Linked DNA regions of Zea mays: all the other regions are linked to region 1. The links are chromatin contacts, called in public Hi-C maps. All regions are on one chromosome and are shown on one strand. Each heading gives the region's core, a stretch centred on a gene start, on an enhancer-like site or on the middle of the called end of the contact. The rest is flanking DNA. Distances are from core to core; before and after follow the strand shown.

The links. Hi-C and Micro-C count contacts between places; a contact is called where the count stands out from the background.
Region 2: a Hi-C map of endosperm shows a contact between it and region 1, with 3 times the contacts expected there. The contact joins the promoter of LOC103635604 here to the enhancer-like site in region 1. A contact is called at or near these places in 2 of 25 Hi-C or Micro-C datasets (ear and endosperm).
Region 3: a contact with region 1 is called in a Hi-C map of leaf, with 3 times the contacts expected there. The contact joins the promoter of LOC100281669 here to the enhancer-like site in region 1. A contact is called at or near these places in 3 of 25 Hi-C or Micro-C datasets (ear, leaf and tassel).

Annotation. Positions count from the first base shown.
Region 1 is chr8:100,298,383-100,301,626 of Zm-B73-REFERENCE-NAM-5.0, reverse strand. It overlaps LOC100383012 (putative arginine-tRNA protein transferase family protein), which reads right to left. Exons shown (of 6, transcript NM_001175691.1): 4 at 2,583-3,244; 5 at 1,813-2,140; 6 at 1,096-1,473. The coding sequence ends at 1,348. Among protein-coding and RNA genes, the nearest start is that of LOC100383012, 15 kb to the right of the region's middle. Within about 2 kb of position 1,431, at least 18 of the 20 cell types and tissues checked have an H3K27ac peak or open chromatin away from gene starts, as enhancers often do. A contact at or near this core is called in ear, endosperm, leaf and 1 more, where this site is marked.
Region 2 is chr8:100,878,491-100,881,504 of Zm-B73-REFERENCE-NAM-5.0, reverse strand. LOC103635604 (cell division protein FtsZ homolog 2-1, chloroplastic) reads right to left here and starts at 1,286. Exons shown (of 8, transcript XM_008658017.3): 1 at 679-1,286.
Region 3 is chr8:99,715,248-99,718,038 of Zm-B73-REFERENCE-NAM-5.0, reverse strand. It overlaps LOC100281669 (sialin), which reads left to right and starts at 1,513. Exons shown (of 8, transcript NM_001154589.1): 1 at 1,513-2,362. The coding sequence starts at 1,928.

The DNA.
Region 1 (3,244 bases), core at 182-2,681:
GTTCTCTTCTATCCAAAGAAAAATGTCTTAAGCTATCTTACCCTACAAGTTAAATTTTTTTATGTACTAAAAAGGTCTAGAATTTAGCAACCAATTAAATTTTACACCATGAATTTTGAACGGGATTTAACTCTTGAGTTCGTACAGGAGTGTCAAGCATATTTATCTAAGAAAGAGTCAAACAAAACAAAGTCAAATCTTTATTTTCTCTTAGAATACTTTGTAAAATATGGAATAGAAACCTATTAAGTTTTATGCCTAAACATGTATTTTATCAGTCGGAAGTAGTAAATTTGTTTTTTCATCTAATCAAATATGCTTATTCTTTTTTGGAGAGGAGTAGTTCATAATTTCTCCACCCAACCAAAAAAGAATTTAACTCTACATTTAAACTAATTTAAATTGTACTATCTTCATTCTCGAATATTTATCGTTGACTAATTCATTTTTAAACTAAATCGCGACAAATAAAAAAGAACGGAGGGAGTAGTTGTTAGTATCATTTTTATAAACTTAGTTAAACTTAAAATTCCTTAAAGCTCAGAAAAAACGGCAGGTATATTTTTTTAGGACGACGGAGAGAGTACATCGGTGCACAGAAGCAGTACGGACACTGTACTCGTAGTAAAAAAAATTGTTGTTATTTTCCTCCCAAAGAAACCATTCATGTGGTCGCCTCCTCCTGCGGCAAATAAGGTACTCCGTTGGCATATAATTCATTTTTATACTAAAACGTTATAAATAAAAAAAAAAGAAACGGAGTACTACGTGATACGAGACGTTCCGAAACCGGGCTACGACGAGCGGACGGGCCACCTCAAAAGTGACGAGTATACAAGGCGTGATGGTACGTGCCGTGGTGGGACTCTGGCGCAAAGCGGCGGCAGCTTGGGATGCCTCTGCGCCACTTCATGACCACGCAGGTCGGCAGGTGAGACAAGATGCAGCCCCCTACTGAGCGCCGGTGCGCTGCGGCCTTTTGCAGTGGACGTACGACGAGAATTTGTGTAGTCACGAGCGGTCGCTGTGCACGTAAAGACTGCTGTTTCGACAGAAGCCCATTCGCTGCAACTTTATTACTGTGCCGGTTCAATTGCCCTATAAGCACAATTAGGCGTACCGAATCGCCACTTCTCTTCAGTATAAGCCATCCATGAAGACTTTAGTGCCAAAATACACATACAAAATCGACCGGAGAATGTTCTATGTCAGCCTCAGCTCTCGTACCTTTACAACGAAAACCATGCAGAAACACGCAGCAATATGACCTTTCTTTCTGAATGAAACTAGTTTAACTCTCATGTGCACCTTTCACAGTAGAATTGAGATCTCGGGACCGGCTGCATATCAAGAAAGACAATACACCATTCGATCAGACAGCTCCTTCCCAACAACCTTGACGTATCTGCTCAGTTGCCTTTCTAGCGCATTGAGGTGTCGCCTCTCGATTGGCCCAAAAACTTGCTGAAGGCCCTGAAAGGGAGAGAGTTAACTAAACATATATCATACAGAAATCAGAGCCAGATAATAGAATTACAATTTTCTACTCACAGATTACATGGTTTTACAAATTACGTGGTCCAGATAATTGTTAAACTTGTTACCCAAAAAAATACTAATCTTTTATACATGCTTTTTAGAACAGGCTAATGGAGAAATGGATGTTTAATGACAGAAAAAGCTAGCAAATTTCCTGATAAATACTACAAAAGCAATTTTAGTTCCCCCTGACGATGTGCCCTTATTTCTGCGCACAGATCGCATAGGACCATCATCATCTTTCCGATTTGAGGTCAGATTTTGTGTATGTACCTTAAATTTAACCCTCGAGCCTTTCAGGTCCAGGGTGATGTTGTTTATGTCATTTATCTCGGAACTGCCTTCAGCTGTATCGGGTTTTTCTGAATGAATTGTCTCTTCATCGACCATCATATCTGATTCATAGTTGTCGAAATCTTCATCGTCGTCGTCCTCATCCTCATCGCTGGGAGACTCATGGTGGTCAACTTTTGCTGAAGAGTCATCAGAGGGACCACAAATCTGAGGCTGGGGCACTTCACCTTGCATTGTAGCATAATCAGATAGAACGGAGTATTGACTGGCATCCAGTAGAGGCTTGGCTAAATCATAGCGAACCCACCTGCAATGTTGAGAACTGCAAGTTAAAGAATGAAAGAAGCATGAAATTTAACTATTAAACAGCATTAAGTTTTGCATGAAAGTCTGTGACTTGAGCAGTTGGGTATAGAAACATAAAATAGCTAAACAATAATTTCAATAGTAAAGCTTCAGGTTACCCAGATGAAAGTAAGCTTTCAACGTTTCACTAATCCATTATCTGAATGCAGTGACAGCAGAGGTCTCCTACAAATTACTACTACTCTAGAACAACAAACAATAACCTTATTAAAATAAAGACACCAAAAAAATCCATTTCAACCACATTAGTGAACATACCAGGACATAACTTAGTGTTCCTTTTTTAACTTCAACATGTAAAGTTTGACTATTCTTATGTTCAGTCGATCACATTATACAAGTTATCTATTATGAAATATATAGTGGCAGGGCAAAACAATTACTCATAACGGAGTGGACATAGAAGTTCTGATGGTCGATATGCAGCTTTGTATCTCATCTTATTGCAAGAATGTATATAATAACCGAGATAGTAGTACTGAAGGCTGGGACAGTGCTCCTGTGTCGTCTTGACCCAATCTATCTCCTTCAGAGCAGTATACTTTCCAAGAGATAAGAAAGGAAGGTCAGGATCCCAGAACAAGTACTTGCTTGACAAACATTTAGGAAGGATATCAACTACACCAACAGCCACAAGTTTTCCATCAATCCTGTACTGCTGATGAAAAGACCCAAACCCACACGGTGGAACTGTATTATCACCAGTCTTTGGGGGGACAAACAGGATTGGTGTATCTACTAGAAATCTCTTGTATGAGCTTTCTGTAACTGCCTTCTCCTTATGCACCTTTGTCTGATACCTTCGGTACAGAGCAAACTCCTCAGGATCAAAATGAGATGTGCTCAACCTAATCTCCAGGTTTTTCCTTTTCAGAGGATATTTTGCATTAGTTTGGTTCACAGAGCTTGGCTTTGAACCACTAGATTTGTCTGAAGCTTGCACAGGTACAACAACGCTGGTATGGTTCTGCATTGCCTGATTGGAGGCCAAATAGAAATTTAGATGCCCATTACAAGCTTTTACTTCAAAACCAGCTAGTTCTCC
Region 2 (3,014 bases), core at 37-2,536, 580 kb before region 1:
TATAGTCCCATTTTGCAAAACAAATGTTATAAATGGTATTATTGTGAAGCATTATGTTTGAAGTCCTAAATATGCAATTGTCTCCTTTCCTAACTTGGTGGCGCTATCATTTAAGCAAGGGAGATAATTGGATTTTTGCCACTCACAATGTTGTCTCCTTGTTATAATTAACACTGTGTCTATGAATTGTGGGTCCAGCTGGGTCTATAAAATGTGGGTCTAATGGCAATTTTACAAACCTGTTTCTTGCTGATGGCAAATATCAGAATCTCTCTTTAGCAAGTGTTTGGTGTGGTTATAGTTCATACTGCATACTTTGAAATGAAATAATTTGAACGGAACGGACCAAACGAATGAACTAATAATACATTACAACAAAATGGAATTGAACTAACAACACATGACAGAGTCGAATCGAGGGTAAAATACACATAAATGGATCCGGAAAAATCCGCATGTTGTGAGGGCGTTATGATGGCCACCGAACCTTACACTAAAACACAGTGGGGTCGTACATTATTCTATTTAGAGAGGCTCGATAGGGGAACTACAGCAGGCAATCAAATATTTCAAGAATAACCCCAATCTCCACCAAAAAATTGTAGACATAGAGGTAAGGCCAGTATTTGGGAACGGGTCAAAATGGATTTATTACTGGTAAAAAGTCGCTTATTTTACCTGAACTGTTTCACTGGAAGAAGAGTGGGGGATGTGTGCGGCGCAGACGCAGGACACCGGAGAGACGCCGCCTATGGACGGCAAAGTCGGCAGATCCTCCCAGCGCTTTTATAGAGGAGACCAGATGGATTCTGAAGGTGGGAGATCCGGCCGCCAAGGTTTAGCGAACAGACGAAGGGTTTCCGCGCCCACCGCCCAGGGAGGGCAGGGACTCGGCGAGGTTTTCGGCGAGTAGACGATGCCAACGGGCGGAGCCAAGCCAAGCCAAGCCAACGACTCGGACACTCGGTGAGTTGGTGAGCGCTGGCTGAGTGGCCAAAGCCCAACGGCTGAACGGCGACACGAGGATTCCAATTTTGTCTTTTCTTAAAAAAGAAAAAGGAAAGGTTTAAAGGGAAAAAAAGGAAAAAAGTTGCGACTAGATGCCTGGAGCTCATGGGCCATAGAGCGGCCGAGTGAGCACAGTCCAACGCTCTGATAGGCCGTGCTTGGCTGGGCCTCACCTAGGGCGGGCGACTGTGCGAGTCACGTTGGCACGACATGATGGACTGGTATGTCACACCAACCTCGCCTCGCCTCACACTGGGGAACCGCAAGCACCCACCATTGTCCACAACTCCACATGTCTGACCGAATTTTTTGTTTTTTAGCCCCTTTCGAGTCAAAAATTTACGTTTGGACCCCCGAAAATTTTATTTGCACGTTTGGACCCGAAGCTCGGCGCCACAGCCTGTGGCGCCGAGGTAACACAGCTCGGCGCCACAGCTTGTGGCGCCGAGCTTCGTGACGTGGCAGTCCCGCGTGGCACCTAGCTCGGCGCCACAGATCTTGGCGCCGAGCTAGGAAAAAACCGAAAACTGCCTTCTCTCTGCGCGCGTTTCTTCTCTTTCTACCCATTCGAAATCACCGCCGCCGCCTTCCCCAGGTCCGGCTCGCCGGCGCCCGCCCGCCCCGGCCACGCTCCGGCTCGCCGCCGCGAGCCCCGCCCGAGTTCGCCCGAGCTCGCTCGCCGCCCGAGGTCCGCCCGAGCTCGAGCTCCGCCCGCCCCCGCCACGCTCCGGCCGCTCGAGCTCCACCCGAGCTCGCTAGCCGCCGCCCGCCCACTGCCGCCCCGAGCTCGCTCCCCACGCCGCCTAGTCCCCGCCCACTGCCGCCCCGAGCTCGCTCCCAACGATCGGCCACCGCCCGCTCCGGCCCCGGTAGCTCCCGCAAACACTGCTGTCTAGTATTTTTTTTTAATTTCTTAGTTTGTAAACTAGTAGTAATTAGTTAGGTATACACTTATTTATTGTTTAGTAAATAGTTAGATATTTTATTGTTAGTGTTTATTAAAATAGTTAGCTAGTTTGTTGCGTAGTATATTGTTAGTGTTTAGTAAATTCTTAGTGATTATATAGTTACCATTTTGTTTAGAGCATTGATATTACATGTTTTCTGTGTTGGCAACCATCGTGTTGTCGTTTATTCGCAGGTTCTATAAACATCACTTTACAAGGGAGGTGCTGCCAAATTTTTTACTGACAATTGGTATTTTTTTACGTAGGTGTTCGTCCGACTTGACCTTCTCCACCGTTAGCTGGAGTCGTACGCGTTCTCAGGTATACATAGTTTTCGTACATTATTTATAGATTATGTAATTTCGTTTGATGTGTTCATTTAATATTTACTGTATAGTTATTAGTTAATATATATTTATTACTTAGTAAGTTAGTAGGCTTAAGTATGTAGCCATTATTGAGTTAGTAATCCATTTTTGCAATAGATGGACAGCCTAGTAACACTATACCATGGAGGAAGGGTGGAGATAGATGCTTATGGGAGTGTTACTTTTGATGGTACGAAGATCGTGACCATGTTGTTCGTTGAAAGACCAACTTTTGACCAGCTTTTGGCTCGAGCTTGTGAGGAGATTAGTTGTGACATAAACGACCCTAGAATATCAATTCAGGGTTTGTTGTCCCATATTACATATGGAACAGTTGTCCGACGGTTGATCTCCATTACCTCAGAAGATGATTGGGTGATATATTTAAGAATTGTGAAGACGATGGTTCCACCATGTTTGGATGTGGTTGTTCAAAAGTTACCTGTTAGTCATTGCGGAGGTCCAGTCGGGTTGTCTCCACAAATGCCAAATGCATCTCGTATTGAAGCTCCTTTGGTAGAGCTTCATGAAGAAGTCGTTGTTGTGCCCGATGCTCAATCGGGTCCGCACGAGTATGGGATTTCTCGTCCTATTCCCGGCGTTTGTGGGGCTTCTAATGCGGTGGTACCCCCCCAAGAGATCCCATTGACCCAGGATCCAGTTCACGATCATCCTAGTAAGTGTCTTCGAC
Region 3 (2,791 bases), core at 264-2,763, 580 kb after region 1:
AGCCTGATTTTACCATCTTGGACAGATCAGCCTTCGAAACAGTAGATTTCCCGAAGTCCAAGTGGCTGGGTTTGCTCGGCATGGCAATGCGGTAATCATCTTCGGGATCAGTTTCCTCAATATCTTCTTCCTCTGCTTCAGCGATTGCTTGTTCTGCATCTTCACTAGGAATCTTTTCCGAAGTCACTAGCCCAGACCGTTGCATGGCTTCGGAAATAGGGACAGTCTCCGAAGTTTCAGTTTCCTCCCCCTCACGTTCAACCCTGGCGGTAGAACGCACTCTGGCCATTTAATTATGAACTTGTGGAACTTTAATACTTTCTTCCTCCGAAGCAGGTTTCAAGCAGGAGCTTCGTTCGATTCCGACAGACAAGCTTCGGCGACGGTTAAAAATTTTGGCAGCAAAACAGTGCAAATAGCAATGAATGCTGTGGTAACTTCACACCTACTCGTCTGTTTATATAGTGCTGCAGGTAAGAAGGCGAAGCGCCAGAATTTTTACACCAGGAGGACACCCGCTTGTACTCGCTGCGCAGTGGACCGCAAAGATCAAACAGTAACTCTGCAAGGTGGGTCCGACACGGGATCGGAAATTGAATCGTTTCTCGGCAACGAGCTCAGGGAAGGTGTTTTTTGGACCTTCGGCTTCCCGAAGCTTAAGAGGCTTTTTTCACGGATCAAGCTCGTTACGAAAAACGATCTAGCGCCGCGAAAGGGGCTACTGTTGGGACCATACTTCGTTGCGCCGAAGGTCCTACACGAAGAAGCAGCTTCGGCTGAAGTCGCCCCCAGGAGACGCCCGAAGGTTCCTTTTTATGGAGCTTCGTCGTTACAAACCGACATAGAGATAGAATGACCTTTTTATCCTTAGAGGTCTGAGTCAACGTTGTAAACTTTTGTAAGGGGCAAAATTGTAATTCGTCACAGGCTGCGTCCTGTGTCTATAAATAGATGAACAGTACCTCTGTACTGTTCACGCGAACCTTTCATTTGCCTTCGCATCACGCTTGGACTTTTGCCTTCTGTCAAGCCTAAGGTACAAATGTAATTCAGTATTATTTATGATGATATAATAAAGAGATATTCATGATGTCATATGATTATGTACGTTACCTTCAATATTTCATATGCTTCTTCTTTTATTTATATATATATATACTGCGATTATGAAGGTACGTCCTTCATGACCTTCGTCTGAAGATCATTATATCCCGAGGGAGATAATGCTTCGAAGGACGAAGGGCATTAACCATTAACATTTTTGTGTTGCCTTGTTTTTAACTCATAGCATTTGAGAACAAGTCGCCAAGGTCAGGGTGCGTCGAGTCACCTTCTGGCCTTCGCCGTGGACGGGTAGGTGGCGAATCGGGCGACGAGCCGTGGTAGGTGCGGTTCCCGCCGGACGCCGGCACGGCGCCTCCGCAATCCTTGACCCTTCCCGAAGTCCGTCCGCCCAGCCACCAAAACACCAACCCGACACCGCTACAACACTGCCATTTTGCCAGAACCAAAACCAACCAAACAGTTCCTTCGCCGATTTAAGCCACGTGACTGCCAATCCGGCCAGGCTCTCCGTGCACTACTTGTCTCCTCCCTCGCTCCGTCCGATGTGCCTGCTGGCACAGCGCCACCTACCACCCTCAGCTCGACCCAACTCCCTCGTCAGTCGTCGCCCCGCGTCGCGTGGTCCTAATTTAAGCCACCAACTGCCGATCAACGGCGCTCGCCCGCCCGCCCGCCCGCCAGCCCGCGCACGCCGCTCGCTCCCCACTCACTGCCATGGGCCTGGCTCGCCGCGCGACGCTCCCGTCGATCCCTGCCGCGCTCCTCTGATAGTCACAGCTAGCCAGGCGGCCCCGCTTGCCGTGTGTCGGGCTCGGCTTGTCCCACGCGCGGGCGCGGAGCGGGTTGTTGGATCAAGCTGACCATGGCGTCGGTCAGGTCGTGCGCGTCCGTGAAGTCCGCCGTGAGGAGTCCTGTCAGTTACAGATCCACGAGGGCCGTGGCGGCCGGCTCGGGAAGGCTGCGCGTACGCTCCTCGTCGCTGCAGGCGCTCGCCGGCTGCGCCAGCGGCGGCGGCGGCTTCGGCTTGCTCGGCAGCGATGATGGGCCGAGGGTCAGGCGGGGCGGGCGGGAGGTCCTCGCCACGTGCAGCGCGAGCTTCGACGGGGTCCGCCCCGCCGTCGTGGCGGGCGCCGCCGCTCAGCCCGGGTCGGCGGCGTTCCCCGAGCGGGCCAAGGTGGTGGCGCTGGTGGCCACCATCATGCTGCTCTGCAACGCCGACCGGGTCGTCATGTCCGTCGCCGTCGTGCCGCTCGCCGCCCAGCACGGATGGTCCAGCTCCTTCGTCGGCATCGTCCAGGTAAGCACCGCGCGGGTCAACTAGCGCAGCCTTGTAAAATCTCTCCTCTCCCTCTCCCGTCTCTGCGCGTCGGCGAAAAAGTAGGAGTGAAAGCAAACGCCCCTTTGTTCTCGACAAGTTTTAGGCAACGTTTGCTGCCCTGTCGCTCAACAACAAAATGTGACGTCTCGGACGATCTGGTCGTGGCTCAACAAAGTCAACCCTGCATCGTCACGTCAACGCCAGACGCCATGAGGCAGCGACTGAAGCAATACATTTTGGAAGCACGCGGAACTGCAATGATGGGAGACGGCCGGTCTGCCAGCTTCATTCTACAGTCTTGCCGTGTGCCACCCAGAGCAGCTGCAAGCCACCAACCCGTCACCAGAACACGATAAATTTGATAATGGAGAATGGTGTTTGCCTTCGCTCCCTTATCACGGGCGATAA